Linked DNA regions of Capsicum annuum: region 1 is linked to region 2. The links are chromatin contacts, called in public Hi-C maps. All regions are on one chromosome and are shown on one strand. Each heading gives the region's core, a stretch centred on a gene start, on an enhancer-like site or on the middle of the called end of the contact. The rest is flanking DNA. Distances are from core to core; before and after follow the strand shown.

Region 1 (6,040 bases), core at 2,640-5,139, 65 kb before region 2:
TTGATGGTAATGCGGCACCATTATTGATTCGTAATGAGATGAGTGTACTCTTATTTCAGTTATGGAAAGGTATGTCATTGAGCAGTCCTTCAATTTCTATGCAAAAAGATCTGACAAAAAAAGATTTGCATCTTGTTTAGCGTTTCAAAAGTAGTTATTTGTCTCTTATTTATTGAATTATGTATCTAACATAAATTGATTGTTGTTTTACGCAATTCTATTTTTGTTATGTTAAGCAGGCTGAGATATATTTGGCCTAACTAGATGCATTTTTTCTTTATCTTGTATCTCTGATTCTGGTTGCGTATATATATGTATCTCTTTATGTTTTAGTTTTAGTAATATAAGCATACCAAAGATAGATGCATATTAGTAGTGTTAAAGATACATATTGTGCACGATGGTACATGTATGTATCTCTCGTTAATTTTTTCTATACGATAAATAAGGATCTGAAGAAAAGGTTTGGTTGCAACGAAAATGTTGTGCAAGATAAAGAGCTTGGCAAAGTGATACAACTTCAAGGTGATCAAAGGAAGAATGTTTCTCATTTCCTTGTGATTATTGGTGTCGTTAAGAAGGATCAGATCAAGATTCCTGATTTCTAAGTTGTTTGGGCTATTTGGGGTTTGGAGTTATTGAAGCATAGTAATATATAAGCTGTTTGCATTTATTATTTCATGGGGTTGGTCTTTGGTTAATGCCTATAAGATCTTGTCATGAGTTTCTTCTGAATTTTGGTTGTATTCTTATTTCAGATCATAATAAATTTGATTTTCTTGAACTAATTTTGTTGTGCTTATCATTATCCTGATTCCTGACCTTGCATAGTTCTTACTACAAACATGATGAACATAACTAACTAGAGATTAGTGGATCTTGAAAAAACATCCATCCTCTCTGAACCCCACTTGTGAAATTATACTTTTAACTCGTTTTCGGAGCTCACTCGTGGAATTATACGAGGTATGTTGATGTTGTTGTTGAGCAATAATTCAATCACAGTGAATTGATTTAGGATGTGGTATATCTTTTTTCTTTTTTTTTGACTGAATTCAAATGCTTAAGTAATTCAGCTGTCTAAGCAGAAGTTGAAAAAAGTGCTACCTATGTTTTTATTTATGTTCTATTGTGTGAAGAAACTAAAGAACTAGTGAAGCACAGACCTCAATTACTTTGCTTGAATTGATCGAACTTAGAAGAATATCTCGTGTCGATTATCACAGTAATTGTGGCTATTTTTGAGATAATATTGCGAGATTTCACTCAATCCAGACTAGCGGAAAGTAACCAATACGTTTAAACTCATGACACATATTGTTCGCTTTATGACTCATATTTTTTTTTTTGAAAGCTTGCAAATTTAAAATCATGCTAGATTTCACCTTGTCAATTGCCTATAACAGGGCCATATGATAACTTTGGAAGCTTTACTATGTATTAAAACAAAATTATTTTCAAACTTATCCAACAATTAAGAAACGAACAAGCTAAAACACCATTCCTGACAAAGTTGCTGGTTCTATCTTTGTTGGCAAGCACCAAAGAGTACAAAAATAGAAATGTTGCAGATAGTTTATCCTGAGTTTGCAAGTTTATTAGGAAATTGAAGCTGATTAATGATCTTTACTAAAATGGACACATAACCCATTCAGCATAAAATGTAATGAAATCTTCGACATGTAAAATACTTCATTCACTTAGGGGTGGACTAAATCAAAACCTTATAAGTCCCAAACTGATGCAGTTTACACAAGGGAGGAAAAATCGCGCCACAAGACAAAATAGATACACTCAGCAAAGACTGTCTTGAACAGAGAAAATATACATATTTTCTAGTCGAGAACGATAAAAAATCTCAACTAGCAATAATTTCTTATGCATACATGCATGCCTGATGGTTCTTATGGGAGCAACCCAAGAGCTCGTAGTTCATATTTTCAAGAATAACTCTTCTGCAACTTGCCCGCGAGAAGGAGACTCGTGCAACTAGAAGAGCTTGCCTGGATATATAGCTTCACTTCTCATCATTGTGCAGAATTCGTCGTAGTTGATTCTTCTATCCTGAAAATTAAACTTACTAACATGTATCTTTGGTATGCTAATTTCACTAAAACTTAAAAACAAGAAATACATATAAAACTTAAACAGCTAACAACAGATACAAGATATTGAAAAAAGTATCACGTATGTCTAAATATGTATCTAAGCCTAAAATTATCAGATCTGAAATAACAAGAGATATATAAATCTACAATACCACACAACTAGATATACAAAAAAAACTTAAAATGTATCTGTTATTTTATAAAATATGTATCTTTGCAATTCAAAGTTTAAACCTCCCAGATCAACTAAACCACAATTTTACATTTGACAGTAATTAGGCAAACTTACAATTTTGATCTAGTAGCAATAATTTCTTTACGTTGACAAAAATTACGGAAATATCAATAATTATTTTACATTGACAGAATTTAGGGAAGCTTACAATTTTGATCTAACAGAAATAATTTTAGATTAGGCAAACTTACAATTTTGATCTAATAACAATAATTTCTTTACGTTGACAGAAATTAGGGAAATAGCAATAATTATTTTACATCGACAGAAATTAGGCAAGCTTACAATTTTGATCTAACAGAAATAATTTTTTTACGTTGACAGAAATTAGGCAAACTTTCAATTTTGATCTAGTAGCAATAATTAGGAAAACTTACAATTTTGATCTAGTAGGAATAATTCTTTTACATTGACTGAAATTAAGGTAACTTACAATTTTGATCTAATAGTAAAATTTTTCTTACATTGACATATATTAGGCAAACTTATAATTTGTAGTCCTGACGTTACGATTATCACAAAGAATATGAAACCTAAACACTTTCTATAAAAAAAAAAATAAAAAAAAATAATTATATATAATTCAAGTCAATGATAGTTCATGTGAGCTAATAGCAATAAAATTTGAGAAAAAATAGGTCAACCTACAACTTAGAATTCGCAGAGATCGTCAGATCGGAACAAAATGGATAAGCAAAGTTTGAAGTGGGATCAACTTTTTGTAGATGAAGTATGTACTTGGGGGAATCAGCTTGTTGTAGATGGAAGAATCAACTTGCTGAAGAAGTAAAGTACGGGGAAGTGAAATTGGGCCGTCATGGATCCTAAGTTGGGCCAAACATACAAGGTAATTACAAAAATCTCTAACTAATTATGTATCTTCACATATCTAAAATCGAAAAAATATATATCAAAAGCTAATTATGTATCTTTAGAAGAAATTTTTTTATCTTCGTTGGATGTATTATGTATTTTGACAACCTAAAATTTGAAAAAAGATGTATCGGGAGCTAATTATGATCCTGACAAAGGAAACAAGTGTATCTTCGTTGGACGTATTAGAAGCTAATTATATTTCTCGACAGACCTGAAATCGAGATTTTCAGTGATTATATAAAATGTTGAGATTTTTTATAACTAAGCTATAAACTATCGGAATGTATGTTGTTTATCCTTATGTGATAATTCTAAGAAAGCGTTTGACTATGTTTCATAGTGAAAAAAGAAGGAAAAAAATAGTGCTTTTTTTGGAAAGTGAAAAAATGTTTTTTGGAAATACGAGTCGTATTTGGTTATGGAATAAATTGGAGTTGTTCTTTGTATTTTTGTGAGTAATTTGAAATGAAAAGGTCAAAACAATTGAAAATTTTTAATGTTTTTTGAAGAAAAAGTTAATAAAGTGAGAATAAAATTTGGGCCGAATTTAATGGGTTATTATCCATTTGATTCGAGAAGTTAAACTAATTTGGACTTGTACCTTGCAAATAAGGCCCAAATCCTTCTATCAAATTGGCATCAAATAAGGCCCTAATATTTAGATCAAGCTGGCATCAAATGAGCCCCAAATCCTTCAATCAAGAGGGCATTGAAGTAGAAAGGAATGTGTCTGTGCTAGTGGGTAGATGTGCTTTATCACGTTGTTCGTGCTAGTAGTCATAGTGCTTTGCTTGTGATGTCCTTTTTTAAAAATTTCAGTGACGTATGTTATTTGGGATAGATCAATTGTACTATTATTTCGTGACAGTTTTGTTTCTGTTACTATCTGTTGTTTCGTTACTATCTATTGTTTCTTGTTCTTACATTATGTCTTTTTCTAGATTGTTTTGTCTTGAGCCGGTGATTTATTGAAAATAACCTCTCTACCTCACCTATGACGTAATGATACATATTGCATACACTCTACCTCAGACCCCATTTTGTGGAAATATACTAGGTATCACAAAAATTCGAGAAAATAAAAAAATAAAAATGTTATGGTGCCACATTAAGAAATTGATATATTTGAATTGGTCCTTTTACCAACCCCTCTTATTTTTTGTTATTTTTTCAAACTTCACCAACCCCTCTTATTTTTTGTTATTTTTTCAAACTTCACCAACCCCTCTACTGACAACTAGATGTCGAGGGTTCGTGCCAGCACAGTCCCAATATATGTTATTTTTTAGTTTCAATTTATATGACATAGATAAAATTTAGATAATAAATAGCCAATTATATTTTAAAAATAATTAAATTTTTTAATTCTTGAGATTTATAGTACTTTTTTTCTATTACAATTTAAGTGGTACTGATATAATTTCTGGAGCCAATCAAATATACACACGTTTTAGTTCTTGTTATGATACGATAATGAATTTAATCATACGATATAAAAACAACACGCGACTGGACATATAGGACATATGTATCTCACATAATTTGTTAAGGAGGTAGCCGATTTGGACACTGCCCAAGTTGAAGAAAGCTTGAGAGACCTCAAGAGAAAGATATTAGGAAACTATGTCCACTAAATCTAGAATATATAGGAAGAAATCACCCGGTTTTTGTTTCTGTAGGAAATTGTAGAAGTTGATACTCAAACTCGGACTCAGTTGGCAAGTAAGAATTTTAACTTTGAGTGTGTATATCTAGACTATTATTTTTGGGTAAACAATCTATATATTTTCATAAACACTTCAACACAAGTTCAAGACTATATCATGAATGCCTTTGAAGTTTTTAACACCTTCAACAAAAGTTCTTCGAGAACTATCAAAAAAGTATGTTATTTAAAGAAATAAGATGAAGAAGAAATAGAACTAAATCCTCCGAATTCACGGAGTGTACTTAAGGAATTAATTTTCCTCAAGTACTCGAGGTTGTGGAATTTTTCCTCCCAAGATAAAATGGCTCACAATTAGAATGTAGCGGTACCTCAAACCTTCTGATTCTTCGAACACACTCAAACACAGATGATCACAAGGAGTTTTTTTAGAAGTAGAAGAGTGTTTTTTAATGTAGAAATTTTTTTCATCCTACCCGAGAAAAAAAGTTCAGATATTTATAGCCATCAAATGCCCCTTTGGAAAGGAAGCAATGGTTCATGGAAGGGTGTATCGTTTTTGAACAGTCATGTTTGTCCATTCTGAAACATGTCTTTTATGAACTGTCACATCCGACCGAACAGTCACCCCTTTTTCCAAATAGTGTGTCTTTTCATCAAGGGTTGTACCCCTCCATTTTCTATTCACACCAAGTGAATCCAATAACCCCTACATGAATGGGGAATGACTACTCTTTATAAAACTTTACGGACAAGTATGTGATCAAAAAGCCAAAACTGATTGCATCTGGATAAGTTGGTTTTCCTTTGAACTTTCCGTAGTGAACATGTATCGGATGCACTCGGTCAATCGGTAGATTTGATATCTTTGAATCGTCGAGATTTAATGTACACCTAGACAACACATGTCACACAACCAGCCTTTTACCATTTATCGTTCTCACAATTTTGATCGTCTCAGCCATGAACATATCCTGGTTTCACAAGAGCTTAGAGAATAGACCTTTACAACATTCTCCTTGAAGCGGCTTCAACTTCACCCACACATAGGTAATTTCTAAACATTCAATCCTATAGATTAAACTATTTGGTCAAATCTGCCAAATTTAGATAATCATTAAAAGACTTCACACCATGAGTCTTATCCTTGTTTAC
Region 2 (5,605 bases), core at 1,337-3,836:
ATGAGATTGTCTCCTTTGGGCCTTCGAAATCGACTCATGAGGGATGGGCCTCAATGGCCCACATTGATAATGCAACAATGGGAATAGAGTCCGTTTGGACCCCAAAGTGGATTTTCACATGCAAAGGAAAAAAGAAAAGAAATCAAAACATTTCCGAAATATGAATAGAAAAAGAAGTAAACAGATTAACACATTCGAAAGCTGACCCCCAGATACTGCCTTATTCAAAATCAATTTTAAAAGTAAAAACGGCAAGTGATGACCATTTGAGGCATCCAAGTTTTGCGATAAGTGAATAGGACCAAAAAACAAGCAACAATGAAAACAAAGATAAAATAAGGAGGAGATATCAGATATTCAATCAAATAAGCAAACACCTTAATGACCTCAAACATACTAGATTCTTCTTCTTAACCCTCCGAGGTTCAAGGATTAGTGCAGACAACATGCTAAAATAAAGCACTCGCAAACCAGGCAAAAATATTGAGAAAATTAAACATATTCGAAAGAGTTGGGAAAATATTCATGCTATGAAGTATTCATGGATACCCCGAAAGCCAAAAGGGAACAAAGAATAACACTAAAAGGGAATCAAATGGAATCTGAAATATGAGAAATAAAACCTTAAACATAATCTGATCATATAAACAACATTGGGCAGATAAACGAATCTTCTCCAACTTATAGAAGCAACGATATATGGACTAGTCTCCACTGTTAAACCTGACTAGATTGTCATTGACTTATGAGAAGCAGATGCTAAAATGAGTGGATAGACCAATCTTCTAAGAAATGCTCCAAGAGAACAACCAACAGTCAACATAATCAAACGAGGATCAATTTCTGTGAAACCAGACTTGCTTCTCTTAGAGGATTAAAACTTTCATATTCCATGACTCAACCTTAGTCAATACAACGATTTCTCACTATCAAACTTGAATACTGAAAGAGTTTTAATTCTTGAAAAGAACATTTATTTGACCTTTACAAAGAAATCTAAATCCGGCAACTAAGTATATCTCATCCTCCTCCTCTACTTAATTCATTCAAAAGCAACTTTTACACGTTAAGAAGGCCATGGAGGGATCCTTGAATGAGATGACTTTTACTTGTGAAATTATTCCCCTGTTTCCATTGACATTATGTGTCAAGGAAACTTAGGAGTGATCCTACTAAAAGAAGGACAGTTTCCTAAGCTTAAAAATTCAAGTAAGTGATGGAGAAAACAGAAGTGATAGTTAAACGAGTGGAGTAAACATTGAGTAAACATTGATTAACAAAGGCTAAACCAGTTATGAGAATGATTCTGCGCTCACTACAGACATGCACCCATTATGCCCGTTAGCCTCAAGGGTCAAAACAGACAGAAGGTAGTCTGAATCTGTCCAAAAACCATTATCACTGACCATAGACTAAGAACAAAATTTAGGAGGGTCGGAGCGAATCAAAACAAAACTATACAAAAAAAAGATGCAAATAAACTAAGATATTCGAACATCGAGACGGCAAGTCAAATCGTAGTACTTGGAAGATGAAAATAGCATGCTGGGAATGAAGGAAATTTAATGTTACAACAAAATCATGAAATTTAAACCAACCAACTCAAAACTCTAACCAAATTAAAAGGAAAAATTACACATTTCGACTTTCGTCCAACACATTAAGGTCAGACGATGATCTAACATCTCACAACGGGAGCCTTTAACTCAAGATAATGCAAGAAACAGAGAAATGCAACGATTCAAGAGTACGGTGCTTCAGCAAGTAATCCTACAGCCGCCAAGGCTTCTACAGTAATCAGTCCCAGCACACAAAAGCTATCCCAAAAATAGCTACTAAGACTATAAAATGACTAAAAGAACAAGGAAAATGGAAACTAAAGGATGCAACATTACCTATTTCGGAGCAGCAAAATAGGACCATGAGCTCCATTCGGGATCAACCACCACCGGAAGGTGTCGTCGGCGTCAACTCCGGAACTTCGATTAGCCGACGAACTTCACCGAACAATTATTTTGACTTTAAAAATAGACTGTGGTTTTGCTCCCAGTTTTTCTTTTACCTTCTGAGAGCCTCCTCCTCCTTTTTTTATTTACTCTACAATCTCCTTTTTATAGAAAGAAATAGGGCTCCCTTTTGAGCTCCCACCGATGTGGGATTAGAAAAATTGAAGGGTAATCTCGACATTTTTGTAGGAAAAATTCAAATTTTGAAATTGAGGATAGGGTTTTGTTGAGTTGGAAATCGTACCATTCAGTACGGATTGAAATTTTGAACATTAGTGGCTGAGTTTTCCAGCTTCTAGAATTTTTGTTGAAGCCATGGCGGATACAGGTTGGGTTACCAGGTTGACATCGCGATTGAGTTCAGGTCAGCTGGTTTAGAGTGTTGCAAGGTTTGTCGGGTCGGCGCGGGCTGACCCGTTCATCGTTGTTGTCGTTCACCGTTGGTCGTATAGTTGCTGATGTTCGATGTTGTTGAAGTCGTTTTGGAAGCTGGTGTATTGTTGTCGTTGTTCTATTGTTGCTGATTAAGGAATGAAAGGTAAATTGGGCTGGGTCGTTGTAGTATTGGGCTGAAGTTGGGACGAAATTGCTTTGGGTTGGGGTAGCTGATATGCAATTTGGGCCGTCTGTGTGGGCTGTTGTTGTTGGGTTAATAGTAATTGGGGCTAGTGGGATGCTTGTTGAAATGGGCTATTTTTTTTTTCGATTAATAATGGGTAGATTTGGTCAATTTTGGGGATTTGGCCAATTCGTTTAAGTTTTGGCCATATTGAAAATCAATTGACCAATTGCATCGTAATTATGATCAATTTGATTTCAATTATGGTCAAATCTAATAGATTGGCTAAATGAAATAAAAAATTTGAAATGAACTAATACCTCATTTAACCCCGGGCTTCTTGATTCGATAAAATAAAATAAATGTCTACCCAAATAAATTATTTTTGATAATAAATTATATTTAAATCAAGATTTTAATTATTATATTTATTTTTAAGGTAATCTTTAATTAAAATCTGATATTCCATAGAATAAATATTTAAGTGACAAAATTATATATATATTTCGTATAATTGAATACGATAATATATAATCGCCATTTAAAATGTCGAAATTACCCAAATAATATTTTGGAAAGATTTTTATCTAAACAAATAAATGTTGTAATTTATTTAAAATCGAAGAAACTCGAAATTAAATTTAGTTATGGAGGACAAAAATTAGGTGTCAACACATGTATCTATAACAAGAGGTACATTTTTTAAAGTCTGTAAGAGAAACATACTACATTATAACATTCTTATATGTATCTCTTATTGTACTAATATGCATGCCTCTTATACATGTTACTTGAAGTTACCTAACACGAGATAGATAAATTAGATTTGTAATGTACATGTAGATACAAGATGACAAAACGTATCTGATGTTGTGAAAGATATATTAGAAATCTTTGGACTTGACATTTAACAATCATATAACAAGAGATACACAATACATTATAATAATCTTATATGTATCTCTTACATTCAAACTAATATGTATGGCTCTTATACATATTACACTGAGTAATCAAACAATAGATATATGTAGTATATGTGCAATGTGCACAGAGGTACAAGACGACAAAACGTATCTAATGTATTGAAATATGTGTTTGACACATGTGTATATTTACAATCAACTTATATGTGATAGATATAATTATATTCTTGTACAACACTTCAACTGAAATACTTTTTATAGATAATCAACATGTACTATACTTTTAATACTTCTTAACAGGACACTTGAAATATTCAACTAGAATAGTTCAACTGAGATACATATATCTTGGACAACACACTTCATACACTACAATGAGATATATTACAATATATAAGTGAGATTGTTGATTGATTATTTATTAGTGAAGAATTGATACATAACTTGAGACACAAATCTATCAATAGAATAAAAAGTACGTAGATACATTATACTATAGAATTTTTGCATCGAAATACATTACTATAGATAGAATTTAAGAGAGATACATAAGACTATTATGTATCTGACTTATAGATTTGACATATTTTCAATAATTAAATTGGCGTAAATTTCTCAATGATGATCTAACCAAAAATTATAGAAATAACATTATGCCCTCTAGGAACTTGGCCTCCAGATAACACAACTTCAATTTTCAAGATCTAATTCATTCGAACATCTCCAGAACATCGGGCACCAATGATACTGATGATTGTCCGTATAAACAAGGAAAAAACTTTACAATTTTCTCTGCAATCAAGAAGAATCAGAAACTTTGCAAATATTTGAAGAAGGAAAATCACACCAAGAAAAACTAAGAAGAAAAACCAGCCTCCAGGAAGAAAAATCAAATGACTTACAAGTGAGTGAGGGAGAGAGAAGTGAGATTCATAGTTAAAACCCTAAATAATGTCGTGTGTATATTCATTTTCACTAAATGATTAATATTTGTACATTGAAAGCATTGCGTACATGAGTGTGTAACTACCAGAATAAGTACCTAATTTCTTGGTATCAGTTAACTGAAAAATACTTTAATGAAGACAAATTTTTAGGGGGCAATAAATACATTATAATTTTTAGGATAGAAGTTATGTATCTAAAAATTTTAAGAGAGAAGATAAATAAGGGATATTTAAAATTTTTACAAAGTGAAGGAATTTTTAGTAATTTAGATATCTTAAGTTGTGGTTTTGTGAAATTTTTCCTATATACTAAGTATAAACAACATAAATCTCATCCTTAATGAAAGTAATTACATAGGATCCCGGATGTACTTTCTCTCTCCAAGCTTTAGAAAAATACATATACATTATATTACTACAATGTATAAGATAAACTGTTTTGCCTACAATTATGAAAATAAAATCAAATACCATTATTCTCTCCCACAATTAACTTCAGTAATTAATGTGTTGATTTTATGGAGGCTTGAAAATAGGAACTGCAATACAAATTCATAAATTTCCTAAAACATCGCCACAATTATTTTTCTTGCAATTACGTTTTTTGTTCTTAGATTGTGCGATTTGGAATACAAATTCAAAAACTTCGTAAACATCTATTTTCTTCCATCTGCCAACATCAATATGAACATCGCCATATGGTTGAGGCATTCGTATTCTTGGCAGTCTGAAATTCATTATGAACAAGTATAACATTCTTGAAATTGATATCAATGATTGCTACGGACTTAAATATTGATGAAGGTCGAAAAAAAACTGAATTAAAGTACAAAAATATAAGAAACACAAAAAAGGATAAACATAGCAGCAGATTGACAAAACAAATAAAAGACAACCTGATACAACAGTTTCACATGTATGTGTACACCTTATACAAAGTCATAATATAATCTTGTCATAATATAATCCTAATACAAAACTTTCACATGTATGTGTACATCTTATACAAGTCATAATATAAACTTGTCAGATGTATAATGTTATCTTATACATAGAATAGTTCTACTTATACATATTATAATACAATCCTGGCAAATGAATAAAGTAACCTTATATATAATAGAAACTTTCTTAACGTATAATATAACCTTATAACTTAAAAAGATA

The links. A called contact is a pair of places that touch in the nucleus more often than the background predicts.
Region 1: a Hi-C map of leaf shows a contact between it and region 2, with 2.3 times the contacts expected there. The contact joins two enhancer-like sites. A contact is called at or near these places in 3 of 5 Hi-C or Micro-C datasets (bud, leaf and placenta).

What each region holds. Positions count from the first base shown.
Region 1 is chr7:203,990,085-203,996,124 of UCD10Xv1.1, reverse strand. No RefSeq gene overlaps it. Among protein-coding and RNA genes, the nearest start is that of LOC107855040, 12 kb to the left of the region's middle. Within about 2 kb of position 3,889, at least 5 of the 5 cell types and tissues checked have an H3K27ac peak or open chromatin away from gene starts, as enhancers often do. A contact at or near this core is called in bud and leaf, where this site is marked.
Region 2 is chr7:203,924,607-203,930,211 of UCD10Xv1.1, reverse strand. No RefSeq gene overlaps it. Among protein-coding and RNA genes, the nearest start is that of LOC107855012, 7.8 kb to the right of the region's middle. Within about 2 kb of position 2,586, at least 5 of the 5 cell types and tissues checked have an H3K27ac peak or open chromatin away from gene starts, as enhancers often do. A contact at or near this core is called in bud and leaf, where this site is marked.